2 separate regions of the Mus musculus genome follow, and region 2 is linked to region 1. Evidence: chromatin contacts called from public Hi-C data. All regions are on one chromosome and are shown on one strand. The core of a region is the stretch at or near the end of the contact, and the rest is flanking DNA. Distances in the headings are between cores, read along the strand shown. Region 1 holds the start of Hoxa3 (homeobox A3). Region 2 holds the start of Vax2 (ventral anterior homeobox 2).

The links. Hi-C and Micro-C count contacts between places; a contact is called where the count stands out from the background.
Region 2: a contact with region 1 is called in a Hi-C map of embryonic stem cells, with 17 times the contacts expected there. The contact joins the promoter of Vax2 here to the promoter of Hoxa3 in region 1. A contact is called at or near these places in 6 of 39 promoter capture datasets (cranial neural crest, embryonic stem cells, frontonasal cranial neural crest and 2 more) and 1 of 484 Hi-C or Micro-C datasets (embryonic stem cells).

Annotation. Positions count from the first base shown.
Region 1 is chr6:52,209,616-52,217,496 of GRCm38.p6, reverse strand. Hoxa3 (homeobox A3) reads left to right here and starts at 4,430. Exons shown (of 5, transcript NM_010452.3): 1 at 4,430-4,457. It overlaps Hoxaas3 (Hoxa cluster antisense RNA 3), which reads right to left. Exons shown (of 3, transcript NR_015611.2): 2 at 5,010-5,111; 3 at 3,900-4,464. Hoxa7 (homeobox A7) reads left to right here. Exons shown (of 2, transcript NM_010455.2): 1 at 1-467; 2 at 1,467-1,874. The coding sequence starts at 92. The coding sequence ends at 1,780. It overlaps Mira (mistral long non-coding RNA), which reads left to right and starts at 2,209. Exons shown (of 1, transcript NR_045199.1): 1 at 2,209-3,006.
Region 2 is chr6:83,706,324-83,714,204 of GRCm38.p6, reverse strand. It overlaps Vax2 (ventral anterior homeobox 2), which reads right to left and starts at 2,966. Exons shown (of 3, transcript NM_011912.4): 1 at 2,662-2,966. The coding sequence starts at 2,908. It overlaps Vax2os (ventral anterior homeobox 2, opposite strand), which reads left to right and starts at 2,004. Exons shown (of 6, transcript NR_002871.2): 1 at 2,004-2,102; 2 at 3,380-3,471. It overlaps Gm32943 (a long non-coding RNA gene), which reads left to right. Exons shown (of 4, transcript XR_003956456.1): 2 at 1-432; 3 at 957-1,145; 4 at 1,281-1,407.

The sequences.
Region 1 (7,881 bases), core at 3,181-5,680:
GTAAATCTGGGGGTGTAATGTTATCATATATCACGCTACCTCGTAAAACCGACACTGAAAGCTGCCGGACAACAAATCACAGGTCAAAATTATGAGTTCTTCGTATTATGTGAACGCGCTTTTTAGCAAATATACGGCGGGGGCTTCTCTCTTCCAAAATGCCGAGCCGACTTCTTGCTCCTTTGCACCCAACTCGCAGAGAAGCGGCTACGGGCCGGGCGCCGGCGCCTTCGCCTCCACTGTGCCGGGCTTATACAATGTCAACAGCCCCCTCTATCAGAGCCCCTTCGCGTCCGGCTATGGCCTGGGAGCCGACGCCTACAACCTGCCCTGCGCCTCCTACGACCAAAACATCCCCGGGCTCTGCAGTGACCTCGCCAAAGGCGCCTGCGACAAGGCGGACGAGGGCGTGCTTCACGGCCCGGCCGAAGCCAGTTTCCGCATCTACCCCTGGATGCGCAGTTCAGGTAGGCTCAGTGGTCGGCGGGGTCGGCGAGCGGGAGGAGCGGAGGGGCGGGAGCAGGGCGCGGGGGGCTGAGAGAGCCCAGCCCGGCGGCTTCCAGCCGGCGGCCCCGCAAGTCCCCGTGGCGCTGCCTTTCTGGTTTTAATTAGAGCTGAGGCGCCATAGCGTGGAGAGACCCGTAGCATTGTATGTAAATGAGGCTCATAAAACTTTTTATGGCCCAATTAATGGGTTCGATCCTCGTAAATTTATTTAACTCCATTTGCCTTGGAATTTTTACAATAAGTTTCTCCGCTATTCTCATTCTCATATTCTCTCTCTTTCTCCCCCCCCTCTCCCCCTTCTTCCCTTCCCTCTCTTTTTCTCTCCCTCAGTCTTTCTTTCTATCCCCCTCTTTTCTGTCCTCTATCTCTTTCTTGACTCCAGCTCTCTCTCCCCTCCTTCCCTTCTTTCGGCCTGGCTTTCTTTCTCAAAGGCAAGGAGAATTGAGACCTCCGGGATCCCTCACTCATCACTGTACCAGAGGCCATTTCCAGAACGGGGCTGAAGCCAATGGGACAGAGGGTGGGAAAGTCACAGGAAGGTCTTGTGGATGGGGCTGCTGATGAGGGTCGCCCACTAGCAAGGCTGGGGAGCAGCCAGGCTCGCCTTTGAATGGCAAAAGCGCAGAGTCCCCCACTTGCCACACTCTATATTGACAATTTCCCTTTGTCAGGGGGAAGCAGGACATTGTGGAAACGTAGCCGGCTGGAAAGGCCAGTTGTAAAGTTGGAATTCTGCCCTAAGGCTTCTCACAGATGTTCTTGCTTGTCTGGCCCTGGGGCCTTCCGCTCACAATTTCCCTCCCCCAGCTCAATTGAGGGTGATGAGGGTTGCACCTGGATTTGGGCAAGGTGGAAGGTGCAGGTTCTTGGGCTGCTGGCCTGACTAAAGCACTCTTCTGTCCACATCCTAGTCTGCTTGTCTGTTTTGTCTATCTATATGTCCAAATTTCTGTTCCTAGGACCCGACAGGAAGCGGGGACGCCAGACCTACACGCGCTACCAGACGCTGGAACTGGAGAAGGAATTCCATTTCAACCGCTACCTGACGCGGCGCCGCCGCATCGAGATCGCTCACGCGCTCTGCCTCACTGAGCGCCAGATCAAGATCTGGTTCCAGAATCGGCGCATGAAGTGGAAGAAAGAGCATAAAGATGAGAGCCAGGCTCCCACTGCAGCCCCGGAAGACGCGGTGCCCTCCGTTTCCACAGCTGCTGACAAGGCGGACGAGGAGGAAGAGGAGGAAGAGGAGGAAGAAGAGGAGGAAGAGGAGTAAAGGGCCAGGCACAGGACCCTGGCTGCACAGGACAGTTGGAAAAGCGTCTTTAAGAGACTCATTGATTTTAGTTACAAAAATGGGGGGAAATAAAGTGTAAAAAAAAAAAAGAAAGAAAGAAAGAAAAAAGAAAGAGAAAAAAGAAAGGGAAAGAAAAAAAGAGGGAATCAGTTCCTACCCTCATTCCATTCAATCACCCACTTTAGCTCCCAGGGAAATTAGGTCACCTTGGGGACCCTCTCTGCCTCTGAGGAACCCAGTAGATACCCACAACCCTGGGCCAGTGTTGTGCGCAGGCACAGCCAAAATACTACCTAGCACAGGCCTCTTTGAGAGGCACTCCCAAACTACCTATGGGCCCAGCCCCAGTGGGCCACCATTCCTAAGAAGCCTCCTTCATGTCCCAACACTGGCAGACACCCAGCACCTGCCCCACCCCCATCACACACCCGGCCAATACCTGCAAACCATGATCAATACTACCTACTACTAGCCCTAAACTACCTATTGTGTGCTGGCTAGCTCACCTGCTTCTCGGTGCCCATCCCTCCCAGGCTGGACCTTGATGCTTCTAACTGATAGTCTTTGGGGTCACCAAGGCTTCACTGACAAGGCAATGAGGTTCAGGGACCAGGGTATTGGCTTCTATTTAAATTGAAAAATAATATATTTATTCCAAAGCATACCAAGTGCTGTAACCTAGAATCCCTCTTTCTCTGGCTTTGACACAAGGTCAGGGCCATTAACCCTACTTCAGGAGGGGAGCATTCCCGAGCTGGCTGCCATCCTCTGGAATAGCTCTGGGTTTTGTTTTTGTGGGACTAAGGAGATGTTCCCAGACTCACTGTCCTCTCCCCCTTGCTTTTGTGTCCTACTGTTCAGCCATGTCAAATATGTATACCCTGACTTTTCCTACAAGGACAAATACTGTATATTTGAACCAGATTTTTTTTGTGTTGTTGTCATTTCTATAATCTTGGAGCTCATTTGTAAAGGAATGTCTTGACTTTGGAAGGATGTTTTAATGGGGTGACTTTGTAGCATGGTGTGTTGTATTGAACTAATTCTGTAGTGGGTGGGGGAAGTCCAGCACCCACCGGGGCCATCATCTCCCTTGTCTCCTCATGTCCCGTCCCACCCCCCAGCCTGGGGTTCAGAGAAGGCACGCTTCCCAGCCCAGCTACCTGTGTTTTATGTAACAATAAAGATGCTTGGTGACAAAGAAACACGGACTGCTTTATCCAGAGGGTCTTGTGCAAGGGGAAGTGGCCATAGCTGAAGGACCAGCCCTGGCTGTAGGCCAAAGAGACACGGGAAACAAATGCAGAGCCACTGTCCCTGAGTCCAAATTTTAGCTATTCATGGACAAATGTATCATGTCTCTTTTCACATGTTTTTATGTGTACTTAAGCACATTTCTATTTCTCTGTGTGCTTGCTTATAGTTATAATTGTATGCATTCCCACACACATGCGTGTGCATCAACATTTCTCATGTCTATAATTGTGTGTGTGGGTTTCTGTGTTTTTCTGTGACTATAATTGTATATATGCCTTCCTCTTTGTAGATGGTTTTTGTCTGGCTATTGTATGTGCACCAATATCTATTTAGATCCATTGAAAAAAGACTATTTGTTAATGCTACATATTCTATCTACGGCCTCTCAAACTTTCATAAATTCCATGAACGAATTCCAAATTCAACTTTCCTCTAAAGGTGTAGACTGAGCTCTAAAAGGGTATTACCTACCCTCCAATTGATCCCGGATTCCACATGCGTCCTGAGTACAGTCCAGGGGTAGGAAAGACATGGAATTCAGGGTCCCTGCTGCAGTACCCCCACTTAGCCTTCAGAAAGGGTGAGGATGCCCCAGGGTCCAACACTGCAGCTGAGGGATTCTTGGACGACATGGGCCTCAAACCCTGCGGCGCAACCAAGTCCAAGTCCTGTTGCTGAGGAAGGACTGTGGCTGGGGAAGGGGCTAGCGGTGAGAGACCAGGGGCGAGAGGCGGTGGAAGTAGCTTAGAGCATCCTGAGCTGGGCCCGCGAAGGTCTCCATTCTTATCCCCTGACTAGGCTGGGCCAGTTTCTTAGGACTTTTTTTTTTTTTTTTTTTTTTAAATAAAATCGGACCTAAAAGGGTCTGAAAAACCTGCAGCCCCAAATCGGGACAGACTCGGTGGTAAGATGGCGTCTGTGTAAGAGCCGCCTCCTCTTAGTGATGGGGAAAGGGTCATAAATCCGTTGTTGTTTATGAAAATTTACAACTTTGCAATACAACTTTATGAGTTGTTCGGCCCTTCCATTGGCCGCTGTCGGTCATGTGGATAGGAACCGTGAACATGAACTTTTTTATAATTTCCCTTGCGAGAATAGAGCCGCATTCTTTTGCTCCGCTCCATCCTGCGTGCTTCGGAGCTCTGCCTTGCCAGCCTGCCTGGGCTGCGCTTTGTCCGGCGATGGCGAGCGAGGGGAAGCCGCTGCCAGGCCCAGGCCAGCCGTTGTCGCTGGAGGTGGAGCGCGTCCAGTTCCTGGAGCAGCCGCCGCTGCTTTGCAACTTGCAACCTGGCTAATTTCCTGCGTCCTCTGGCACCAGGAAGGAGGACAATTCGTCTCTTGGGCTGCCGAAGCGACAGCTGTCAGAGAGGCAGAAGCTTCTGGGAGCCGCGGTCTGAAGGTGAGACCTGTGGGAAGGAGACAGGGCAAAGGTGGGTGAGGTACTACAGTGGTAAGAGAGGGCACCAGGAACGACTTTGAAAAGGGGCCTTTTTCACGCTCTTTCAGTACTGTCCTTTCATTTTCAGCCCCAATATACACCACAGTCCAAACACGTCACTCATTCTCACCCACTACCGCCACCACCTACAATCACTCCTTTTCCCTCCTCCCTCAAGGCGGATCAGCCTTCCCTCTGTGGCACAGCGCCTTGGCACGGCGCAGCACCGCTTGGGTCTTCGCCCCCTCCCCCCTCCATTCCCCAGTGACCCTCGGGAAGCCCCAAAGGAAGTCATTTGGCATTCTACTGTTCCCTACTGGCCTCTGGGGTTTGGGATTATTTCATTCGTGACCCAATTGATTCAACTGACTTCCCCAATAGCCAGAGGTAGTTCCCAACCTGGGAACGAGGACGGAGAGGCGAGCAAAGTAGCACGGGCGTTTTGTTAGCTTCGGCACACTGTTTTTTCCTGTGGGGGCTAGGAAAGGAAGCAAACACAGAAACAAAACTTACTAATTCAGAGTTCTCCGATGGTTGCCTGCTTCGTTTGCCCGGTTTTCTGGTTAGAGTGATTTCTCGAGCCCTGGAAGAGGGGCTAGATGCGTGTGTGGAATTCTGTGTTGGAGGAGAGAACCGAGTTAATTGGGTGCTAAGGTGAGGGGGTGATGTTTCCGTGCAGGGGCTGCTGTGTTGACGCAGGTGGAAGGAGCACATCTGAGGTTTCTGAGGGAAGGTTGCAAAATGGTGTCTGGGCAATAGCAGGGTCGCAGTCCCAAGCCACCTAAGTACAGTGGCAGGTTGGTGTCCACGGTCCTCCACCTCCCCGGCTTCCAGCGAGAGGACTACAGCTAGCAGCGAGACAGCACTAAGAGCTGCGGGCCTAGCAATGGCTTTGCATGGCACGGTGGCACCAGTCATGGTGGGTGGGCCTGAAAGCGGGTCTGACCAGGTTAGATTTGCCCCCGGGAGACAGAGCTACCCAAGCATCAGTCGCGAGTTCCCTGGCTATGGTTCTTTTTTGTTTATTTGGTTTTTGGTTGTTGTTGCTGCTGCTGTTTTCCTATCTCAAGATAGTATGTCGGCCTAGGCCAGACAATTAAGAAGGACGTGTAGATGCTTGGAATGTTTGCCGCCGGACAGCTCTGTGGATGCGCCCCGGGCAGGGGCAGATAAAGCGCCGCATTTGCCTCCTAGGGCCGCTGGCTGCCTGACTGCGGCTGCCGCAGGCGGATTATTTATTGCGACCGAACAGGGAGCTCGCTGCTGCCACGCTGTGGCCGTCGCCGGGACCGGCGCCAGCAGCGTCCCGCCTCTTTGAGCCTGGCGCGACTGCTGTACGGGCCCCTCAGAATCCCCAGAAGCAGGGGAAGGGGGGCACAAAAGGGGACCTGAGGGGCAGTCTCCAAGGGTTTATTTGGCTGTGAAATCTTCTTGCTTCGGCTACCCATGACAGAAAGCTCAGCCGCTGGAATAGATTCGGGTCCTTCCCTCTCCCCTAACCCAGCACCATGGAGACTGTTTGTACAGGCCGCCTGGCTGGTCATGGCTGCTTCTGTCCAAACTGCGCGTCCCAAAGGCGTCCTGAGGGCTCACGCCAGTTGGGGAACGCTTTGGCTTTGGGATTCTGACATCGGAGAGACCATTTGTAGTTCCGAGGCCTGCTGACCTGACTGGCCCTGAGGATTGGCTATGGCATGGAAGGCAGCTCCAGGAGAGGGCTGGTAACTGACAGAGGCCCACACCTGTGTGCTTTGGGTTCTGGCCTAGAGATTTGACTGGATGGAGGTGGACCTTCTGGGTCTTCCCACACACCTGCAAGCCAGGCTCCAGGCTGGCAGAAGTGGAGGGGCTCAATGGGCAGCCAGGGAAAGGGCAAAACTGTGTGACCCTACTGCCATCTTACCCTCTTTGAAGAGAAGATAAAAGGTAAGTTTTCTGTGTGGCTGTGAGCTAGCAGAGTCCTGCGGTGATTATTCTCATCATCTCAGGATGAGGCTCTATTGAAGGTGTGGAGTTCCTGGTCTCCACTCTGTCAGGACGCGCTCTCTCTCCATATATATATTATACATATGTTTATATACATGTATATGGAAGAATAGATAGATTGACTGCTAACTTAAATGCACACTAGCCTGGGCTTACATGTTAAGATTTCAACTTAATATTTTTTCCACCTTAATGTTTACAGAAGCTAGAAATACATTTTCTGGCTTCTAGGTGAGAAAACAAATTCTTTTATTGGCTGAGACAATTAAGTCTAAAATTCAGATCAAACCATAGCAATAATGGTGGCAAGCTGTCATCAGCTCCAACTCTGTGTGAGACAGAGCTGCGTCAAAGAGAACTGATAGATGTGAACAATTAGCACCTGGGAAATGGCTACTTTCATTTCCAACAGTATTGCTGGAAATAATTGTTATCTGATTGTTTGTTGTTTAAGAACCAATAACTCAAACTTATTTTCTTCAAACAGCCTTTTAAGAAAAAAAAAATCCACCTTTCTTTTCTTCCTGAGTTATTCATTTCCCACATATTGCATCCTCTCTGTGAGAAACGTAAAATTTTATTCTCTCCTGAACAGCTCATTTATATACAAAGGAAAAAAAAACTTTCTTGGGTTGGAGAGATAAAGACGTTAAACACAAGGCCTGTGGTACAGCCTTCCTTTGGTGTGCCTTCACGGGCTCTCTGGAGGCCGATCTTAGGCAAGTCCTTTTTCAATTTTCCTCTTTTGAGGGGAGAAAGGGGGGGGATCGAAAAGCAAGGAAGAGATTAAAGAACTCTGCAATAGATTCCTACGGGACCACTGCCAAGTGTCACCTCCCCCAAGCCCGATCCCCATCAGTTCACAAGGGTCAGGGTTTTACAGATCTTACACACAACCTCCTGAGCCCCAGCTAGATCTCTTAGACACCCACAGAATTGGTTTTTTTTAAGCTAATTCTAGCCCAAACAGTCATAAAAGTGACTTCAAACCGATATCGCGTTTTTCTTTAACAAAATGACCCTGATCCACGTACAGGCAAGCCCGAAACAGGCTTTCCACATCCTGTCTGAGTATCCCCAGGCCTGGGCCGATGGTCAAGGTAATTCAGGATCCTGGAGCAAGTGACAGGGTGACAGATCTGGTTTTAGAGATACTGTAGCAGCAGGAGTAGTTTAGGGTGGGAAGGTAGGGGACAAGTGGGTATGCTTGCGACACGACCGTGCCCATCTCCGTGTGACCTTGAAACCAAGTCCATTAATGATCCTTTGAGTGAAGCTCTGGGCTCCAGAAGCTGCACTCCGTGCCCTGCTCAACCAAGGTCCCCGTGTCTCTCCTGCTTCTGGAATGAGACTGGGAGATACTGTATCCGGTTGTTTTTCCGTAGCTGCACTAAGCAGG
Region 2 (7,881 bases), core at 1,717-4,216, about 31 Mb before region 1:
CTGTGGAAGTCATCTTGGTGGCACAGTATTTATGCCAGCGGCTGGAGACAACGCTTCCATTTTGAAGGCAGGGTGAGCAGACCAGGGGCTACCAGCTTTGTATTCTCAGAGGAAATCTGAGACGTTGGCCAAGCAGATGGTCTGACTCTCCTTTACCTCTAAACTGCTGGCTTTGCACAGCAGCTCATTCTCTGGGGCCACGATGTGTGTGTGTGTGTGTGTGTGTGTGTGTGTGTGTGTGTGTTGGGGGGTAGTTAAGAGAGATTTCTGACTAACACATCACACCAGTAGACAGAATCTGCAGGTCACTCCAGTGCTACCCCACTCCTTCCTTCCACAAATATTTACGGAGAGCCTGCAGACTGTTTTCTGTGACAGCACCCTGGATCCTCAGGCAGCTTCCTGAAGAGGAGGGAATCCTGGAGGCAGGAGGTGAGACAGCAGTTCCGCTCACCTCAGCCTCCAGCTGCCCTTGGCCTTTCCAGTGCTAAAAACCTCTCTCAACCAATGCCACACCCGGGCGTGGGAAGGAGGGTGAAAAGAAGTGGAGAGGGTGGGGTCATTTCTTATGCCCACATAAGCTCTCCTTTGCACCTTAGAAGAATTGAGGGGGCTACGTACTCAGAGGACCAGAGGACAAGGGTAAAATGTACTAAGGAGGGCTCTTAATTTTGGACAATGGGGGCTTGCCTTCCCCAGTGTTGGGTTGGCTTTTCTCATGGAAGCCTCTACCCTCAGCTGTGGTGGGGCTTCGAGCAGTGACTGACACGGGTGACCCTGCCTAGGAGGGATTAGCAGTAAATGACGTCCCCGGCATTTCAGGCCTGTAATGACAGCCTTGTCATTAAATGGGGGAGGGGCAGAGGGATTTACGTTTCTGCATTTGCTTTTTATTTCAGTCCAGTGGATAACTGTACTTGTATTTAATATTTCCATTATATTTTACAAATGTAAAGGAATTACCTTGTGTGGGTACATTATAAAAGTATACCCCTGAAGAGGTACCCGGCATGCGCGTCTCTACTTGACTTAAATGGCTCTATCCCAGAGGACAGAGGGCCACATTTTACTCCCACCTCTGCAAGTCTGCACCAGAGACAGTCCCACTGATGCCCACGAGCAAGATTTATTTGATCTACATAAAGGTTGGTAGAATGGAGGAAGATGGTGTTTGGGCGCATAACTCAGTCATCCTGACCAGGGGAGACGCCTATTCTTAATGCATAGCACTGGCAAGGTCCTTAGCCTAAGAGCTTAGGCTGTGTCTTCATTTCTGGAAGGCTTGCAGATTCCCTCAACGAAACTCAACTGGTGGTCGCTCCTTGTCCTTAGAACCCCTCAGATGACAAAAGGGAATTCATATTAACCCCAGGTAACCTACAAGTCCTCACACCTGCGGGGATTCCTGGTGGTGTAACTGTCTTACACCATCAAGCGGGTCCCTAGAATGGCAGTAGCCACCCAGCCTTCCAATGACCACACCTATTCCCAGGAGTGTTTCTTTATTCAGGGTCCCTGGCAGCGTCTTAATTTAAGAGAGCTTCCTGTACCTCCATGCCCTGCCCTAGCTGGCTCTCAGATCCCCAGGGCCACTCACATGGTGACAGTGGTGGTGGGGGTCAGGAAAGTTGTACTCCACCTGCTCTAAGATATTGACTTGGGTGACAGAAACCTAGGTTTCCCTCCGTAAAAGAAAGTTGGCTACAGGCCTCCTGAGGCCTGTGGGAGGCAGCTGGGGGAAGCCAAGTGAGTGAGTCCGAAACCCCAGGATGGCGGAAAAACAACAGGCCTCAGGCCTAGGATCCAGTTGACCGCAGGACCCGAGACTTCTTTCTCCAAGTGTCTACCTGGGAGAGGCCCAGACCCAGGATACTGGCATTGGAGGTTTGGATCTGGATGAGCGATGGCAGGAGAGTGCCGGGAAAGCAAGTTTGCTGCGGGGGTTGAAGGGGGATGGGTGAAGGGGCTCCGACTTCGGGTGAGGGCGGGTGGAGCCGAGGAAGAAAGCGTCGGCCAGGCCAGGCGGCCAGGCCAGGCGGAGGAGCGCCGGAGCCGGCGGTATCCAAGCGAGTGGGAAAACTGGAGCAGCGGAGCCGCGGCAGGTCAGGCTACCCTACCGCCCACCCAGCCATCTCTAAGCCTCAACCCACGCAAGGCTAGGTGCTGGGAAATAAGGCTGGGTTGAAGCGGGGACGCATCCGACTGCCTGCGTGGCCCAGCCTTCCTCAGCAGCTGCCCACTCGGGTCCCTCCCAATCCTGTCCCTACAGCGCGCGCGTGACTTTCTCCGCCCTTGCTCCGGGGACCCCGGCGCGGAGGCCCTGGCTCTCGGTGTCGGGCTTCTCCAACTGATTCGTGTCCTTACTACACCAACCAGCCCGGATGGGCCTAGAGAGAGAGAAAGAGAGAGAGAGAGAGAGAGAGAGAGAGAGAGAGAGAGAGCACCGGTCCAGCAGGACGAAACAAGGTCCAGCCCCCTGCTTTGTCCCCCGCGTTCAGCTCAGTGTCCCGCACACAATAGGCACTCGGAGTATTTACAGGATGAACTACCAAATGAATGAACCACTGTATGATCTGAGAGATGGACGTTGTAGGGATGTCGGAGGCCCCAGGAAAGGCAGCTTGGTGGCCCAGGGAATCAGAGCTGCGGCTGTCCCCTTACCTCGTACCAGGATGCGGCGGCAGTGGTCTGTCTCACCGAGCGCCTGCTGTCCGTCGCTGTCCCCTCCGCTCTCCCTGGAGCCCGCAGGGCTGGAGGCGGAGGTCCCAGCAATCTCCCTCGGACTCGCGCTACCTGTGTCAGCACGCAAATCTTCCGCTCCGCGGTGCTCTCCGTGACGCCCGCTGCGGCCACCAGGCTCCTCCCGGCGCTTGGGGCCGCGGTCCCGCTCCGCGCCCCCATCGCCCATGCCCGCCGCCACTGCTGCTTGGGCCACAGCAGCCGCTAGTCCTAGCTCAGGGTAGCAGGTCCCTCCCTGCCCCTCCCCACCCCTTCCTCCATCTGCCCCGCCCCCTACAGGCCCCGCCCCCGTCGGCGATTGGGCGCGAGCTGGGGTTCCAGGACTCTGGGTGGATCCAGTAGGCGCAGCGCAACGGGAGTTCGTTCAGGGGGAGGAAAAAAGGAGGAGGGAGTGAGGGGAAGAGAGACAAGGGGAGGGAAAGAGGAGAAGGAGGAGGGATAGGAGGAAAAGAGATATGTGGAGAAGGGGGAGGGGATGGTGTCTTCGCGCCTCCTCGCGTGGGGCGGTGTTTAGAGCCTGGCAATGGGAGACTGGACAGCCCCGTGGTACAGAAGACCGCCCCACACCCTCTCATAAACTTTATTACTCCCTACCCATTGGTCCCTCTCGCCCTCTTCCCTCTGTTCCCTATATCTCCAGGGAAATGCACCTAGCTTTCAGTCTGGCTCCGCTTGATGGAAAACTCAGAGCTCGAGGAGGCGACCCTGACTCGACCCGGCAGAAAAGAGGAGGTTTGCTGGGCTCCGGAACTTGGTGCGGTGGGGGCGACGGTAGAGAGTGGGGTGTAGGTCTGGGGTTCAGGGCACGCGTCCCCCAACCAAGGCACTCACACTCAGGCACACAGAACAGCCACTTATTGTGGGGATCCCGCGAGTTTCGCCAGACAAGCCCGGGAGGCGGATGCTGTCCCCAGCCAGGGTGAGGTGCGGAGCTGGACCGGCAGACCGCCAGGTTGTACTGCCAAGAGCAAACGCTGGGCTCTCCCGCAGCTCTGAGGTTGTCACTCCTGGGACTGACACCTAGAGAATGAGACTGAGCACGGGCTTTTTTTTTTTCTCGCGCTTCTGTCCTGGAGCAGCCCCTTGTTCAGTGCCTGCTCCAGACGGATCTCTGGACAGGAGCCTGTGTCCTCTTGGCTACACGTTCTGCAGAGTCCCGCTTCTGTTTAGACAGTGTCAGGAAGTGTGGGGAACAGTCTCATTGTATTTGACTCAGCTTTAAAAAGAGGTTTGGGGGAAAGATTGAGAAGGATGGTGTGTGTAACCGAGGGTCTATGGCTCCTTTAAAGGCCAGTATCCCGATCCTTCAGACTCTTCTTCCTTTCTTCCACTTGCAGATTTGGAATAAACTAGGTACTAGGGGTGAGCCAAATGCTTGGTGTGAGTCCAAGCCAAAGTACTTCAGGAGATCCCAAGATCTGGTAGCGGGTGTCTGTGACCACCAAGGGTAGGCTTGTGGGGTCTCTGTCTCTGAGGTTGAACAGGTGTTGGGTGTGGGGAGTCAGTCAGTGCCTTGGTCTGTGGTGTGTGTGTGTGTGTGTGTGTGTGTGTGTGTGAAAACGGTTGGAGATTTTGGGAGAGGTGGTAGATGTGACTTGGCGATTCTCACTGATTCTTGTAGTGCTGGAAAAGGAAAGAACAGCGGTAAGAGAGGATGCCTGCTGGGCCCTATTCGCAAAGAAAGGAGCGGGGGTGGGGGTGGGGTATGGCTTCCATGGTGTGTAATTGGCCGGCAGAGGGGACAGTGTGGACTGTCAGTGCCTGCTGGTTGTATGGAAGAGAGAAGAGGGAGGGAAGGAAGGAGAGAATGAGGACAGGATGGGAGAGAAGAAAAGAGGGAGCTGAGAAAGCACCAGCACTTTGCATAGTTAAGGAAACCAGAGAACTGGAACCCATCTGAGACCTAGGCAAAGTGGCCAGCCTTGTACTGGTCCCCTCCTAGCCTGCCCTCTGGAGGGCAGTAGGACTTCTCAGCAGCCCCCACAGCCCCCTCCCCCATTGACCACCTTACCTGAGCCATCTGCATTTATCTCATCTCTGGCTTTCTCAAAGTATGCCCTACATCTAGTATAGAAAAACAGAAGCGGAAGAAACTAGTGGAAGCTAGACCTCATACCCTCCACCCAAGCAGCCTCCCATGCCACCTACAAAGCTGTGTTTGTGCCGACAAAAGCAGAGTTGCGTCTTTTCACAATGTTTTCTCTGGTTGGTTTTTCCAATCAGGGTTTCTCTGTGTAGCCCTGGCTGTCCTGGAGCTCACTCTATAGACCAGGCTGGCCTCAAACTCAGAGATCTGTCTCTGCCGCCTAAGTTCTGGGAATAAAGGTATGTGCCACCACCAGCTTCTTTTCATGATGTTAAATCTTCACTTCACTGGTGGAGGAGGTCAATCAAGTCTTTTTCCAGGAGCCTTTTCTGGGCTCTGGTCCCCAAGTGAGCTGAACCATCCTTCCTGGAGAGGCTGATGGTTTTGGAGAGTGCTTTGGAACTAGAGTCTGGAAGTTCGGACTCTTCTGGGTCTCCAGGTGACCTGGAAGCTCTCAGGTGATCCGGTTCCTTGGTGCCACTGGTCTCTGGCCAGTCTTTGCACTTAGGGAGACTGTGTTCTTTAGTGCTGTCCTTGCTAAGGAGGTCTGGGTGCTACTATGTTGTTATTTGGCCAGTGAGTGCCACAGTCATGGTGGGTGGGTGGGGGTGTTGCCTTTGTCTGAAGGTCTGAGTGTGCCCTGGGAAGGGAGGCAGGAGTTTTATTCCTACTGTGTTCTTCCTGCTGCCTCACATCCCAACCTGACCATAAGCCTAGAGAACCTCTCTTCCAACCTCATCCATCTCCTCTTCCTCATTCTCCATCCCTCCCTTCCTCTTTAGGGTCTCAACTAGCACAGCCTGGCCTCAAACCCACAGCTCTGTAGGCTGTGATCAACTTCTGATTCTTGTGCCTCCACCCCTAGGATGCTGGAGTTATAGGTGTATGTCATCACCTTTTAAAATGAAGGCTTTACGCAGGGCTGGGGATCAAACCCAGTTTCTTACATGCCAGGCAGGCACTCTACTGAGTGCAGCCTTTCCTCTGAAATGTATCGAAGAGCCAGAGAAATTACAACACAAAGGTGGTGGAGCAGAAGGACTGGAGGACACGATGACAGCAGACCTGGAACCAGCTCAGTCTAGTTTTTGCTTGCTGCTTCCCTCTTGCTGGGGTGTGTGTTGGAGGGGGGATTGCTCAATACTTCATCCTCCAAGAGTCTGTGTTGAGCTTAGCCTCTTGCGCATCTGGGCTCTTTCCTGGTTTGGGAGTCCTCTCAAATATCTCCAGGGAGGTCCTGGGGAGCATATTTGTGTTGTCCCCAGAGAATCCAGTGCTTATATTTGTCACCACGTAGAATTCTACCATTGCTAAAGGGAGTTTGGAGTTTGGGGTAAGCAGGGCAAACTGAGTATAGACCTAGTCCTGGCTCAGAGATGAAGCAGACCTCACCGAAAGGGTCTACCCCTCACTTCCTTTCCCAGCCTCTCATCTGGGAGCCAGACCTCTGCACATGCATGCTACAGGAGGGCCCCTCCCCTGCCTATCCCATTCCCAGAGGGAGCTGATGGTTTCTGAGCACAGTAACCATGCTGGATGAGAAGGGGGAAGGTGGGAGGGGATTGAGTTCTCTGAAATGTCCTTGTGGGTACAGAGAGGTGCCAGGCTCCTTATGTTCTGATGCCTCACCTCCTCCTGGGTTAGCCCCTTCAGGTTCACAGAGATATTTAAAAATAGTTAAACATCCCAGTATTTGTCATGCGTAGAGACATACACTTTTCTTTAAAATATTTAATTTTATGTGTGAGTGTCTTGCATGCACTTATGTCTGTGCGCCATGTGTGAGCCTCGTGCTGGCAGAGGTCAGGAGGGTTGGATTCATTAGAGCTGAAGTGGTTACTACAGTTATAAACCACTAAGATCATAAACCACTAAGTAAGTGATGGAAATTGGACCCAGGTCCTCTAAAAGAGCAGAAAGTGATCTTACCCACTGAGCCATTTCCTCCAGCCCCTATGGACACATTTTAAGCAACAGGAGATGATGGTGAGGATGTGTCTGTGACCAGCCCTTGTGCTGTAGCACAATGGGAGCAGGTGCAGAACTGGAAAGGTCACTGTTGAGGCTGGAGCAGGAACTGAAGCAGACTAGGGCTAACTGATTCCAGCTGGGGATACCAACTATTCCAGCCACTGTTCTGTGGGCCTTGGTCCACAAGGGTCCTCAGTTGGCAGAAGTGCTCTAGGCAGGATCCCCACTTCCCAACACTCTAGGTTCCATAGGTATGGCTCTGGCCTGTCTAAGTGTCTCTTGTGGGTCTCCAGGCTGTTCCTTCAGCTCATGAAGGAAATCTAGTTCTGTCAGAGTTCAAGAGTGAGCCAATACCTGCTGCCCATGTGCCAGCCCTGTAGCAAGGAGCTGACAACTTTACAGAGCTGTTGAGTTCCTGCCTCTAGCCAGAAGTCTGCCCAGGGCTGGCTGTGGTGTGACAGTGGTGCTTATATTGGCATATAACTCAAATATCACACAGCTCTCCTATTTATGGTGTACAGTTCTATAGATTTCAGTGTATCACAGTTAAGTGCAACCATCACCACCACAAATATTAAAGCATTTTCATAGGCTAAGGATGCTGTCTGAATAGAGTGTTTGTGTAGCAAACAGAAAGGCTCAGGTTTAATTCCCAGACCATGGGGACCAGTTGTGCTGGGCATGACTGTTATCCCAATTCCTGGGAGATGGGGGTGACAAGATCAGAAACTCAAAGCCATCCTTGGCTTCATAGCAAGTCTAAGGTCAGCCTGAGCTACAAGGGACCTTGGAGGGAAACTCACCTTTCAAGCTCCCCCCACTTCCCTCTCAGTCCTGAACCACTATTGTCTTCCTGTGACTATGGATTTGCCTGTATGGGGTGTCTCATATGAGTGGAATCTTACAGTGTGTGCACTAATGGCTGGCCTCTTTTTCTCAATGTGCTTCAAGGTTCTTTTGTGTATAGTATATACCAACACTCCACTCCTTCCTATGCCAACTAGCATCCACTGTGCGACAGAGGCACTTCTGCCTGTTTACACTGTATTCAAATGTTCTTAGGTGAGAACATTTGGGCTCCTGAT